2 separate regions of the Ovis aries genome follow, and region 1 is linked to region 2. A link is a contact called in public Hi-C data. All regions are on one chromosome and are shown on one strand. Each heading gives the region's core, a stretch centred on a gene start, on an enhancer-like site or on the middle of the called end of the contact. The rest is flanking DNA. Distances are from core to core; before and after follow the strand shown. Region 1 holds the start of STRN4 (striatin 4). Region 2 overlaps PRKD2 (protein kinase D2).

Evidence for each region. A called contact is a pair of places that touch in the nucleus more often than the background predicts.
Region 1: a contact with region 2 is called in a Hi-C map of liver, with 5 times the contacts expected there. The contact joins the promoter of STRN4 here to the enhancer-like site in region 2. A contact is called at or near these places in 9 of 16 Hi-C or Micro-C datasets (blood, hypothalamus, liver and 5 more).

The regions. Positions count from the first base shown.
Region 1 is chr14:53,623,124-53,629,061 of ARS-UI_Ramb_v3.0, forward strand. STRN4 (striatin 4) reads right to left here and starts at 1,314. Exons shown (of 18, transcript XM_027978522.3): 1 at 999-1,314. The coding sequence starts at 1,283. FKRP (fukutin related protein) reads left to right here and starts at 898. Exons shown (of 3, transcript XM_042232219.1): 1 at 898-942; 2 at 2,365-2,495.
Region 2 is chr14:53,585,038-53,591,244 of ARS-UI_Ramb_v3.0, forward strand. It overlaps PRKD2 (protein kinase D2), which reads right to left. Exons shown (of 19, transcript XM_042232217.2): 4 at 4,580-4,711; 5 at 1,304-1,458; 6 at 977-1,199. Among named protein-coding and RNA genes, the nearest start is that of PRKD2, 9.0 kb to the right of the region's middle. Within about 2 kb of position 4,499, at least 5 of the 54 cell types and tissues checked have an H3K27ac peak or open chromatin away from gene starts, as enhancers often do. A contact at or near this core is called in liver, where this site is marked.

The DNA of each region.
Region 1 (5,938 bases), core at 64-2,563, 35 kb after region 2:
GCTGTCTTCCTGCTCTCCAAAAAGGCTCCCCTTGCCATGCCCCAGGTTCCCCGATTCCTCTTCACTGTCTCCATCCTACCGCCCCTCTCCACAGCTGGCCAAGTTTGACCCTCCCATACTCCAGTTCGGGGGTTCTCCATCTGACATCCCACACACCTCACCTCCCATCTCACGGCGGGGGCCCCCACATCCCCAAAGAGTTTCGGCTCTCCGTTCTCTTCCAACACAGGCTCCTGGCTCACGTCCTGGCTCCATCCGTGCTTCCAACCCTGGGACCCCTCCCCTGCACGCGGAAGCCAGGCCTGCCAGGGCTCCCCAAAGTTTCCTCCTCAGAGGAGAGGACACACACCTTCACGCCCCCCACCTCGCGCCCGGAGACCTTGCTCCGCATCCTTGGAGTCCTCAACACCACCGTCATTCAGTCCCTCCAGTCCAAACGCTCCGAAACACACACGCGTCCCGGGCTCCCTGACTTCCTCTCTCGACTCACGCGGGCTCCCCGCCCCGCTCTCGCCCCCGGCTGATCGCAGTCACCCCCGACGCCCCCTCTCCCCCGCCCGGGGTCCATCGGGCTCCGCCTCCGGCGCGCACCTGGTCGGGGGCGGAATGGGGAGTCCCTCGTGCGGCACCCTGGGAGCTGCCGGCTCACTCGTACACAAGACCCCTCATCCCCTCCCAACGCTTCGCGGAGCTCTCCCGGGGCGCCTCGGGGCTCCGCGGCCCCTCTCCCAGGAACCTTTCCGCCGGCCGGCTCGCTCCCACTTCCAGCAGGCCCGGGGGCCCCGCGCCGCCTCCTCCCGGCGACCGCGCGGGCCGCCCTCCCGCCGCCGGCCGCCCCTCGGCCGGCCCCTCACTCCGGCTCCCGGCCGGTCGCCGTCCCCGCCCGCCCCCCCGGCCGTCCCGGCGGCCATTGCTCCAAGATGGCGGCGGCGGCGGCGGCGGGTGAGGCTGGGCCGGGCCGGGCGGGCGGGGGCCGGGGGTCCCGGGGCGGTGCTCACCTGCAGCTCGGCGCGCTCGGCCTCCCAGCGGGCCTTCTCCGCTTCGAAGCGCGCCCACTCGTGCTGGATAAAGTGTAGGATCCCGGGCAGGCTCAGGGGCTCCGGTCCCGCTGCGGGACCCGGGCTGCCTCCGCCGCCGCCGCCTCCCTTGGCAGCCGGGCCGGGCCCCGGGGCGGGGGCGGAGACCAGGGCCGCCCCCGTCGGGCCGGGGCCCGCGCCGGAGCCCAGCGGGCGGCAGGAGGAGGCGGCGGCGGCGACGGCGGCGGCCGCTCGCTCCTCCATCATGGAGGCCCCGGGGCCGGCCCGCGCGCCCGCTGTGCCTCGCGCGCCTGCGCGGCCGCGCCAGCCCTCGCGCGCGCGCTCGGCGGGGGCCGGGGGGGCGGGTGACGGGAACGAAGTCGGGCGCGCGCCTCGCCCACCCGGGTCGACCCCGAAGGCGCGCGCGTGGGAGGGGGCGCGGGGCGGAAAGGGGGCGCGCGCCCGGAGGAGGGCAAACGCGACCCAGGCTCCGCGCGAGGGTCGCCCATGGGAAACGCGGTACTTGGGGGGGGGGACCGCTTTCTACCCCCCTCCTCCCGTTTCATCCCAAAGAAAGACTCTAGCCCTCTCCAGACCCAAATAGCACTCTCCTCCACAATCACTGTCACTCTTTGAGGGAAAGAACGACCACCAGGGGTGGTTTCAGCAATGGCCCCATCCTGATTTCTGGCCCAGGTCGGTTGTCATGGTAACTCCTCCCAATCTGGAACACCCTTAGCCTCCTCTCCCTTCCACCTTTGTGGTTATGGAGCTCCAACTCTCTCCTGGCCCTGCACCAGGAAGAGGTTGCTAAGGTAACCCAAGTCTCTGGTGGTCCTTATGCCCCTACCCACATCGGTTACTATGGCAACCTCACCCAGCCCTCAGGGAGAAAGGACCCCAGCCCCAAGGACAGTGCTAAGGGAAGCAGCTCTTTCCCAGCCCCTCCCCCCAGCCACACAGTTGGCATTACCATGGTAACCATCTCCCCTTTCCCATCGTGGGAGGTCTGTGGACCAAACCAACCAGGTGTTTTTATTTAGAGGAGATGCTCTGCTGAGAAGTAGTTGCTATGGTTACAAGGCCTGGACCATCCCCAGAGAGGTGAGAAACAAGCAAAGCCAAGTCCTGGTTACTATGGTAATGGGGGCAGTCCCCCTTCCAGTGACCCTAAGACCCACCAAGGTAAAGGACATTTTAAGATTGTCTCTCAGGATGGAGTGGATCTAGGGAAGGGGTTGTCATGGTAATACCTTCTGTCACTTCTAGTCTTACCTTTCTGGACACATTTATGAAAGAAGAGGTGGTTATACATTGCTATGACATCCTTCCCATCTCACTTTTGTAGGTGAGATGAAATTGTGTTCTATTGTGTGAAATTGACTGATTGAGGGTCTCCTGGTTTCTCCTTCCTCAGCGATGCAGCTGAGCTGGGCTGGAACTGCTCCCCTGAAGCTCCCTTATCCTGCAACCTAAAAGGTAAGAAATCTCTCAGTGTTACCAGCAATCACGGGAAAACTGCCCTTGTCCCCAAAGGTTTCTCCACATGTCAGATGTTTTCTTTATCCATTACATTACCATTCTAGAGCTGCAGCCAGGTGAAGCCTGGCCTGAAGTGAGCATAGATCCCCTTACACTGTTTCGTGGGCAATGGTAGGACAGTCTCAGCTTAACAGTCCTCTCCTCACCTGACCACTTTTTCTCTCTCACAGCCCCCTTTTGTTTTCCTGCTCTATCTGTAAGTTGTTTGCAGGGATTTTGTCTGTCTTGCAACCTCTGGAAGGATGTGCCCAACCACTGTCTGGTTCATCCAGGGTCTCCAGAACACAGAGGACACTCAATAAATACCTGTTTGTTGAGTGACGAGTTAATTAATTAACGGGCCATATTCAGCTTTGAAAGCACCTGTTAGGTGAGGACTGGGAAAAGAGGGTTGTCTCACTGAAGATGGGCTGAATTGGACTATCTTTGTGGACCCAAAAGAGACAGCTAAGTTTATTGGCTAAAATCACAACTCTGAACCCAGCTTCCCAATCCAATCCTGGGTTTGCCACTTCCCCGCTGTGTGACCTGGAGCAAGTGACCTCACTTTTCTGTGCCTCAGTTTCCTCATCTTTTAATGTGATCAAATGTGAAGATTAAATAAGTTGATACTGGTAAAATGCTTAGAATACAGTCTGGCACATCATGAGTGGCTAGAATTTTTGATATTATTATGATCCTGTTATGATCTTTCAGAAGCCTCGTTTCATCCCCTTGGCCCCAGTGTTTTTGAGTCCTTACAGTTGGGGAAGCCAAGACTGACCTTGTCATGGAACAAGATGAGTCTTCTTTCTTCACGGTCCCATCGCCTCCTCATTTGGCTCTCACACCACTGGTCTCTGAGAAACCAGCTCCTGTCCTGTGTTCTATTGGGTGCCTCCTGGCCCAGAGTCAGCCAGACAGTGCCTAGTGAGAGTCAGGGCCAGGGGATGGAGACCTGGATTCTGCTCCCTCTGGCCTTCCTCTCTATGGGGCTCATGTTCCCCATTTGAATAAGAGGAATCAGTCATTCTTTCCACGCAAATTTATTGAGCACCTGGAGTGGGCAGGGTACTGAGCCATGTTCCAGGTATACAACATGAAACAGAATAGACAAAGCAAGACACAAGATAAGTCACATCTACATAAGAACAACTGGGAGAGGAAGAAAGACATAGGAAGTATGGGGGTGCTAGGGTGAGGCGCTGTAAGTAGGGTTGCCAAAGGAAGGGGCCAAGATCTGATGGCTGGCGGGGCAGGGTGGGGGGCATCCAGCTGCTGCCGGGCCGGGAGAGCGTCCAGTCAGAGGGAACAAGCTGCAGCTGAGTAGGAGAGGGCAGGGATCATGTGGGGCCTTGTGGGTCCCAGTGAAGATTCTGGCCCTCCATTTGAGCAAGTCTCCAGCCACAGAAGGTTTGAGAGCAGATGCAGGCAGGATCTAATTCAAGGTCGAACAGGATCCCTCTGGGCTCCGAGGGGGACCCAGACCATAGAGGACAAGGGTGAAGCAGCAGGATGGTCTCTATTTTTTTGTAAGTGAAGCCAGGCAATCCTCAATTTTTCAGTTTTACTTTTTGGCCACACGGCAGCATGTGCAATTCTCAGTTCCCTGACCAGAGATTGAACCCGCATTGGAAGCGCAGAGTCTTAACCACTGGACCACCAGGGAAGTCCCAGGATGGTCTCTTTAGAATTGGTAGACGATTCTGGAACCACCTGAGGGTCTGTTCTGTGCTTCTGTGTACCTGAGTGCTGAAACTCTCAGGTCTTTAAGACCCCGAACATTCTGTGGTTTAAAGTTTCCTCCCCTACTGTAATGTGCGTTGTCCAAGCTTAGGAGTCTTATCTGTCTCTTACGTCTCCACGGCTGGGTACCCAGTGCCTAGGACAGTGCCCTCTGTGTTGTAGAGTTCCACAAATAGATGCTGAAGGGTGAAAGGAAGGAGGGGCTCATGGAAGGTCCAGAAGGCAATTCCAAGGTCCTGAAGAATAGCAAGTCACTCTGAAAGTGCAACGCAGATTCTTAAGCATCATCTGAATTGGATCAGAGAAGGACAAGCAGGCCTGGATGGCTGAAGGGGATGGGAGGGTTCCTGGTGGATGAAAGAGAGGAGACAGGGAGACCAGGGCAGGGCCCCAGGTACATGGCCCCAGTGCAGCCCTGGGGACCTGAGTGGGCTACACAGACACACAGAAACCATGCCCCCGGTCATCTTTTCCCCAGATACATTTTCGGCGTCCAGCTGCATGCAAGGAACACAGCGGTGATCGAGACAGCCCTGGCTCTGTCCTCTTGGGGCTCACAGTCTAGTCAGGGCAGACAGACCCATTCCCAGACAGTGGCAAACCAGAACGGGCAGCCCAAGGGCTCTGGGAGCCTAGAGGGAATTTCTCACTCAGCTGGTGGTTCAGGGAGGGCTTCCTGGAGGAGGGGGGCATCTGAGCTGAAGCCTGAACATAAGCAGGAGTTCTCCAGAGGAAGAGAGGCATGGGGAGAAGGTGTTCAAGAGAGACTCTTCCAGGCAGGAGGAACAGGATATGCAAAGGCTTAGAAATAAGCCTGTTTGGGAATTCCCTGGCGGTCTAGTGGTTAGGGCTCTGAGCTTTTACGGCTGTGAGCCTGGGTTCAATCCCTGGTCAGGGAGCTAAGCTCCCACAAGCAGGGCAGCATGGCCAGAAAAAATTTAAAAATCGTGTGTGGTAGGGGTGAATAAGACCTGTCAGAAGCAAAGCCCAAGATGGCTTAAGCTCAGAATTCAAGGAAGTGTGGCAGGAGACAGGGCTGGGCAGGCAGGTCACACCTTGTGGGACATTGTGAGAAACTTAGACTTTCTCCCCAGAGCACTAGGGAGCCATGGCAGATTCCGAGCAAGAGGAGGAGAGGTCAGGGTGTGCTCTCTGCAGACCCCTGTGGCTACCATGAGGAAGGGACTTGGTCAGGAGACCAGGAGGAGGCTGAGTGGGCATCTCGGTGAACCTGGACTGAAGCAGGAGCTGGGGGAATGAAGAGGAGGGGTCAGAAGTACTCAGGAGGGAGGAAGATTAGCTGGGTCTCTAACGTCTCCCTTTCTGGGAAGGATTGAACCTAAGATGATCCTTCGTCGGAAAACTGTTTCTTGAGTATCTGCTCAAAATGGGGCGAGTTAGTTACTCCTTTTATGCTGGAAACCCGCCCAAGCTTCAAGTTGTGATGAGGATAGGGAGACAGCGCCACCTGGGGGTTGCCTAGAAATGTGATCAGTGAACAGACCGTAGACGGTGCGCTATGGAGCGCAGCCTTTCCTTTGATGCAGCCCACTCTACTTTTTTGGGGGTGGGGAGAGCGGCTTCCCAGGTGGCTGTAGTGGTAAAGAACCTGCCTGCCAAATGCAGGAGACATAAGAGACGCAGTTTCAATCCCT
Region 2 (6,207 bases), core at 3,249-5,748:
TAGACTTCTAACCCTCTAGAATCTAAGAGTGTCAAAATTCTTAGGATTCTGTACACCCATTAACCTAGAACTTAATGTTTCTATGGTTCTTTAGCTCCAAACACCTAAGGTTCTAGAATTTGCTTGTTCTGATGAATCCTAGAATTGGATGGCTCTAACTTTTTACGGGTCTAGACTTCTGGTATTCCAGAATTTGGTCATTCAAAGTTCTGGGATCCTAGATTTCTAGGATGCCTCCAAGGCTATATGGTTCTAAACTTCTCAAACTCAAATGTGTTGTTTCTAGGTTTCTATGATTCTCGCTTCCTATGGTTTTAAAGTTGTAACATTCTGAGCATCTTTTCTTTTTGCTTTAAAAATCCCATGTATTTGGAAATTAAATGCCCACTTTTAAATGATGGGTGTATCTAAGAAACCATAACAAGGATATAGAAAATATTTGTCATAGAATAGATATGAAAAGAGAATTTACCAGAATTTGTTGCATGCAGCTGTAGTTGGCTCAATGCAATTAAATATACTGGGGAGTCTTGAATAAGGTATGAAAACAATGGACATCTGAGAATCTATAATTTGAGAGTTTTAATATTTTTGAGTCTAAGGTTCTGTGATTCATTCTGTTGAACCCTGTGATCCAGAAGTCTTGAAACATGTTTCTACAATTCTCTGATTTGAGAATTCTCAAGTTCTACAGTTTTAGAATTCCATGCTGAGAGTCATATGAATCTAGATTTCACAGGTGCTAGGATTACAAGTTTCTAAGGACTGAGGTTCTAGGATTCCAGAATTCCAAAGGTTCTAGAACACCAGGATTCAGGGCACTCCCCTCTGAGACCCTGCGCTTCTTAAGAACAGGCCAGAGGTTCTTGTTTCCAGCCACAAGCCCAGCTGAGATCCTAAGCCTCTTAGAGTGTGTGTGTGGGTGGGGGTGGATTCTGACTCTGTCCCCACCTCCACCCCGGGGGCCCTTGCTGACCTTTGCACTGCAGGCCCTGGCGAAAGAGGCCCTTGAGGAGTTTCTTGCAAGCCTGACAGACGGTGGGCCGTGTGTAGCTGTGGATGAGGAAGGTGTGTGGCACCTTGACCTTGGACAGCAGCATCTTATCCAGCTCGATGGGGCGACCGGTGTAGGACGAGGCCGAAGATGAAGAGGAGGACGAGGGAGGGCGGCGAGGGATGAGCTCGGTGGTACTACGGCTCTATCAGACGTCAAGAGTGGAGGGGACACTCTAGTGAGCCGTCCCCACACCGGAGCCCCCTCACCTTCCAGCCACTCACCCTCTCCATTCCCCCAGCCGCTCACCAGCTCATCAGGCATGCTGAGCAGGGACTCAGAGGTGCCCAGGCGCACCGAGTGGCTGCTGGCCAGAGATGTGGACGACAGGCGTCGCTTGCGTGCCCCGCTGCAGTTGTTGGGGATGCTGAAGGCGCAGCGCTTGTGGTAATTCAGTCCGCAGCCTGTGGAGGGCGCCAGACGGTCAGATTCATAGCCTCTACCGGGTCCGGGCTCTAAAGCTCCGCTCACCCCCTCCTCCTCCTTTTCTGAAGCTCTGGAATAGAGCAGATCCCTTGAGATACCTCTTCCTAGTGTAATTAACTTCAACGGAAAACTACAAAACCCAATTCAGGCAGAACTGCTAAGGGCTGAGAGACTGCAGGAATAAAGGTCTGGGGAATTCCCTGGCAGTCCTGTGGTTAGGACTCTGCGTTTTCGCAGTTGAGGATGCCGTGCAATCCCTGGTTGGGAAAATAAGCTCCAAGATGCGTAGGGCAGCCAGAAAAGAGAGAAAGAAAGGTTTGGGCCACCACCCTGGGCAGGTGAGGTGTTGGCTGAGGGCGAGGGAAACATGGACCAGGCAGTGGAGAAGGAAGACAAGGAAGCCAAAGCCACGTGGCTAGTTGCAGCCCCGAGGACTTCACAGTTATGACTATTTCTTCCTTACTTTGTTATGAATACATGCGGATACCAAATATTTTCTTCTTCCCTCTTCTACCCCGTTATCCTATAACATATTAATAATAACTAGCTTTATATCATGGGCTTTCCTGGTAGCTCAGACGGTAAAGCGTCTGCCTACAATGCGGGATACCTGGGTTCGATCCCTGGGTGGGAAAGATCCCCTGGAGAAGGCAATGGCAACCCACTCCAGTATTCTTGCCTGGAAAATCCCATGGACGGAGGAGCCTGGTAGGCTACAGTCCATAGGGTCGCAAAGAGTTGGACACGACTAAGCGACTTCACCTCACTTATATCATGATAGTAAGTTGTTGTTCAGTTGCTAAGTCGTGTCTGACTCTTTTGCCACCCCATGGACTGTAGCCTACCAGGCTCCTCTGTACCTGGGATTTTCCAAGGCAAGAATTCTGGAGTGGGTTGTCATTTCCTTCTCCAGGGGATCTACCCGACCCAGGGATTGAACCCTCGTCTCCTTCATTGGCAGGCGGATTCTTTGCCACTGAGAAAACTGGAGAGTCCCAATATCTAAGTTACAGGATATCAAAGGAGAAAAGGGACTGTCACATGAGGGCATTGCCTTCTGGAGAAAGAGCACATTTTCAGTCCCACTCTGGATGGTTGTATCATATCAGGTGGAAGTGTGACTTTGTTCTTTCTTTTCTATTTTTAATCCTTGACCATGATAGAGTCAGGCTCAGCTTGTCATTTCCTACTGGACTTCCTGAATGCTTCTCCATACATCTCTGATAATTCCAGATGACTCCAGGACTGCCCTCTGGAGCAAAGAATCTTCCTTCAGGGACTCCCTTGCCTAAGACTCCATGCTTTCCAATGCAAGGGGCCTGGGTTTGATTCCTGGTCAGGGAAATAGATACCACATGCTCCAACTAACAGCTGGAATGCTGCAACTAAAATCCAGCGCAGCCAAACAGATAAAGAAATACTAAAAAAAAAAAAAAAAAAAAAGGAAAGAAAATGTTCCTCCATCCTTTGGAAACTTCTTTTGAAACATCTCATGAAACCTGTCTTCTGGCAGCCTGCCTGCTACAGACTTTCCTGCTCAGCAATTCCTCCTCCTAGACAGTCTCGAATGCAAAGTGTCACAACTGCAAATGCAAGCCTCAGGACCGCTGTTGGCACTGCTAGGAGTTCCAGGATGGCAAATCGCACACAGGAACCATGTCTCAATTTGTCTTTAATCACTCACATGCTTCACAGAATTTCAGAAACTCATCTTTGACTCCTAGCACGAATACCGAAGTGGAGTCAATCTCCTGTAGGAAGGTTGTCACTAGCATTAAGGACAGACATTTGGGCCTCTTTTGGAACCATGTGTACTTGGACCATCATCTGTGATGCCAGGCCAATGAAGTCCACTTGGAGAATGGCCATTAGAACTTAATGACACCAGGAACACACCGTGATGAAGGTTATGCAAACCAAGACATCAAGAGTCGGATACGATGTGTGGACGATGGCAATATTGATAGCAGCTTTGAATGCACTAAATTGGCTTTTGTGGGCCTAATACAGCTATTATCTCTAGAGCCCTTAAATAATGCCACAAGTGTATTTAATTATGCTTTGCTTTTTGTTGTTGTTTTTTGGCCATGCGGCATGCAGGATCTTATTTCCCCAACCAGGGGTCGAATCTGTGTCCCCTGCAGTGGAAGAGTGGAGTCTTAACCACTGGCCCACCAGGGAAGTCCTCCACAAGCATATTTAGGGCTGCCATTGCTGCTCAGTAGCTTCAGTCATGTGCAACTCTTTGCAACCCCATAGACTGTAGCCTGGGCTTCCCTGGTGGCTTAGTGGTAAACAATCTGCCTGCAATGCAGGAGCCGCAGGAGACATGGGTTTGATTCCTGAGTCAGGAAGATCCCTTGGAGGAGGGCATGGCAACCCACTTCAGTATTCTTGCCTGGAGAATCCCATGGATAGAGGAGCCTGGCGGGCTACGGTCCATGGGGTTGCAGAGTCGGACATGACTGAAGCGACTTAGCATTCATGCAAGTATTTGGCGATGTGATTCAAGTCCACAATCAGCTGACTTTAAGGGAGGGAAATCATCCTAGTTAATCTGGGTGGGCCTGTTTCAGTCAGTTGAAAGGTTTAAAGAGCAACCTGAGATTTCCCAGGTGGAAAGACGTTTCAGCTCTTGCCAGGGCTCCAGCTTGCCCTTCCTGACGACCCACCCCGTGGATTTCAGAGTTGCCAGCGGCCACAATCCTGGAAGCCAATTCCTTCCGCCCAAATCCCTTAATATGTGCTCCCCACAGGTTCTGTTTCTCCCGTTGGTGCCTGACTGGTACGGGTTCCGCTCTCTTCTCCATCACCCCTTTTCTACCCCAACTCCTCTCTCTTACGTCTCCCTCGGAGCTCCACCTCCCAGTCCCCACCCTCCACCCCCAAACCGAGTCCCACCCAGATCCCGCCCCCAACCCAGGCCCCGCCTCCTGCCCCACCTCCAGTTCCTCTCCCAAGCCCTGCCTCTGGGCGCTCACCTCGCCTTCCGAGCTCCCCCTCTTAGGCCCCGCCTCCAGGTCCTGAGCTCCACCTCGGCCCCGCCCTCGCGCCCACGCCCTTCCTCTTGGCCCCGCCTCCAGCCCCTCGGTCTCTCACCATCACACTTGAGGCCCTGGCGAACTAGGCCGAAGAGCATTTCTCCGCAATGGTCGCAGAAGGCAGGCGCTCGGTACGAATGCACGGTGAGGGCATGCGGGCGGATCTGGAAGTCCTCAAAAGTGGCCGAAGCTGCAGGCAGCAGGGAGGGGCGCATGGTTGAGCCGCGACCAGCGGTGGCCATTTCAGCCTCCGCGTTCCCAGGTTTCTCAACAGTCCTCCCGGCTGCAAGGTTTGATCTCTCTTTCAATCATTTACTCGCATCCTACATTCGACCTGGGTTCAAATCCCAGCTCCACCACTGGCCAGAACACCTATGTACCTATGCCAGGAGCTGAGGGGAGGGGGAATGGGGAGTTGTTTCATGGGTACAGAGTTCCAGTTTTGCAATCTGAAAGCAGTTTTGGAGGTTGATTGCATAACAATGTGAGTGCGATGAACACTGCTAAACACTGGACTTTTAAAATGGTTAAGATGGCAGTTTTATCTTATGTATATTTCATCACAATTTTAAAATGTTTAACTAAAAGAAAATACAAATGCTTGGGTCCCACCCTCAGAGTTTCTGATCTACTTGATCTGGGAAGTGTAAAAAAAAGAGAGAGAAAGAGAAAGACAAAACAAAAGAAAAATACCTATGTTTCTCACTTTTCCCATCCGTAAAATGGAAATTCAACAAATTAATTACTGGATATTGTTCCAGGGGCTGGGGACACTACAGAGAACAACACAGACAAAACCTCTGCCTGGCCTCTAGTAAGGGAGACTGACAAACAAAATGAGGAAGAGAAATACTCTCATTTAACAGTCTCTCAATCTAGCAGTTACTCTGTGCCAGGCGCTATGCTGAGTTGCTGTCGCTGTTTAGCTGTTAAGTTGTGTTAGAGTCTTTTGTGGAGTCTGTAGCCCGCCATGGGATTTCCCAGGCAAGAATACTAGGGTGGGCTGCCATTTCCTTCTCCAGGGGATCTTTCTGGTCCAGGGATCACACCTGTGTCTCCTGCGTTGGCAGGTGGGTTCTCTACCACTGAGCCACCGAGCCACACTGTGCTGAGTACTTTATAATATTAACAAATTTACCCTTATCAAGAGCCCACTGAGGTACATGATTATCCCTATTTTCTAGATGAAAAGACTACAGCGCAGATAGGTGAAGCAATCTGCCCAAGGTCAGTTAGCAAGGTGCAGAACTCAGATTCAGATCCAGGCCAGGGTGGCTCTAGAGTTCATGCTTTTAACCCTGTACTTTAGAGTGTCAGTTGCTAGTTGCGTCTAACTCTTTGCGAGCCCATGGACCATAGCCCGCCAGGATCCTCTGTCTGTGGGATTCTCCAGGCAAGAATACTAGAGTGGGTTGCCATTCCCTTCTCCAGGGGATCTTCCTGAGCCACTATACATACTGCTTCTGAAATTTTTAAGCAATAAAATATACACTAAGTGAGAAGTCAGTAAATGCTTGGGAGAAAAATTAAGCAAAGAGGTTAGATAGGGAAGATGCAAGAGGTACCATTTTAAATAGGTGGTCAGGGGAAGTCCCTGGCGGTCCAGTGGTTAGGACTTGGTGCTTTCACTGCCTGGGGCTGGGGATCAGTCCCTGGCTGGGGAACTGAGATCCTCGAAAGCTGTGC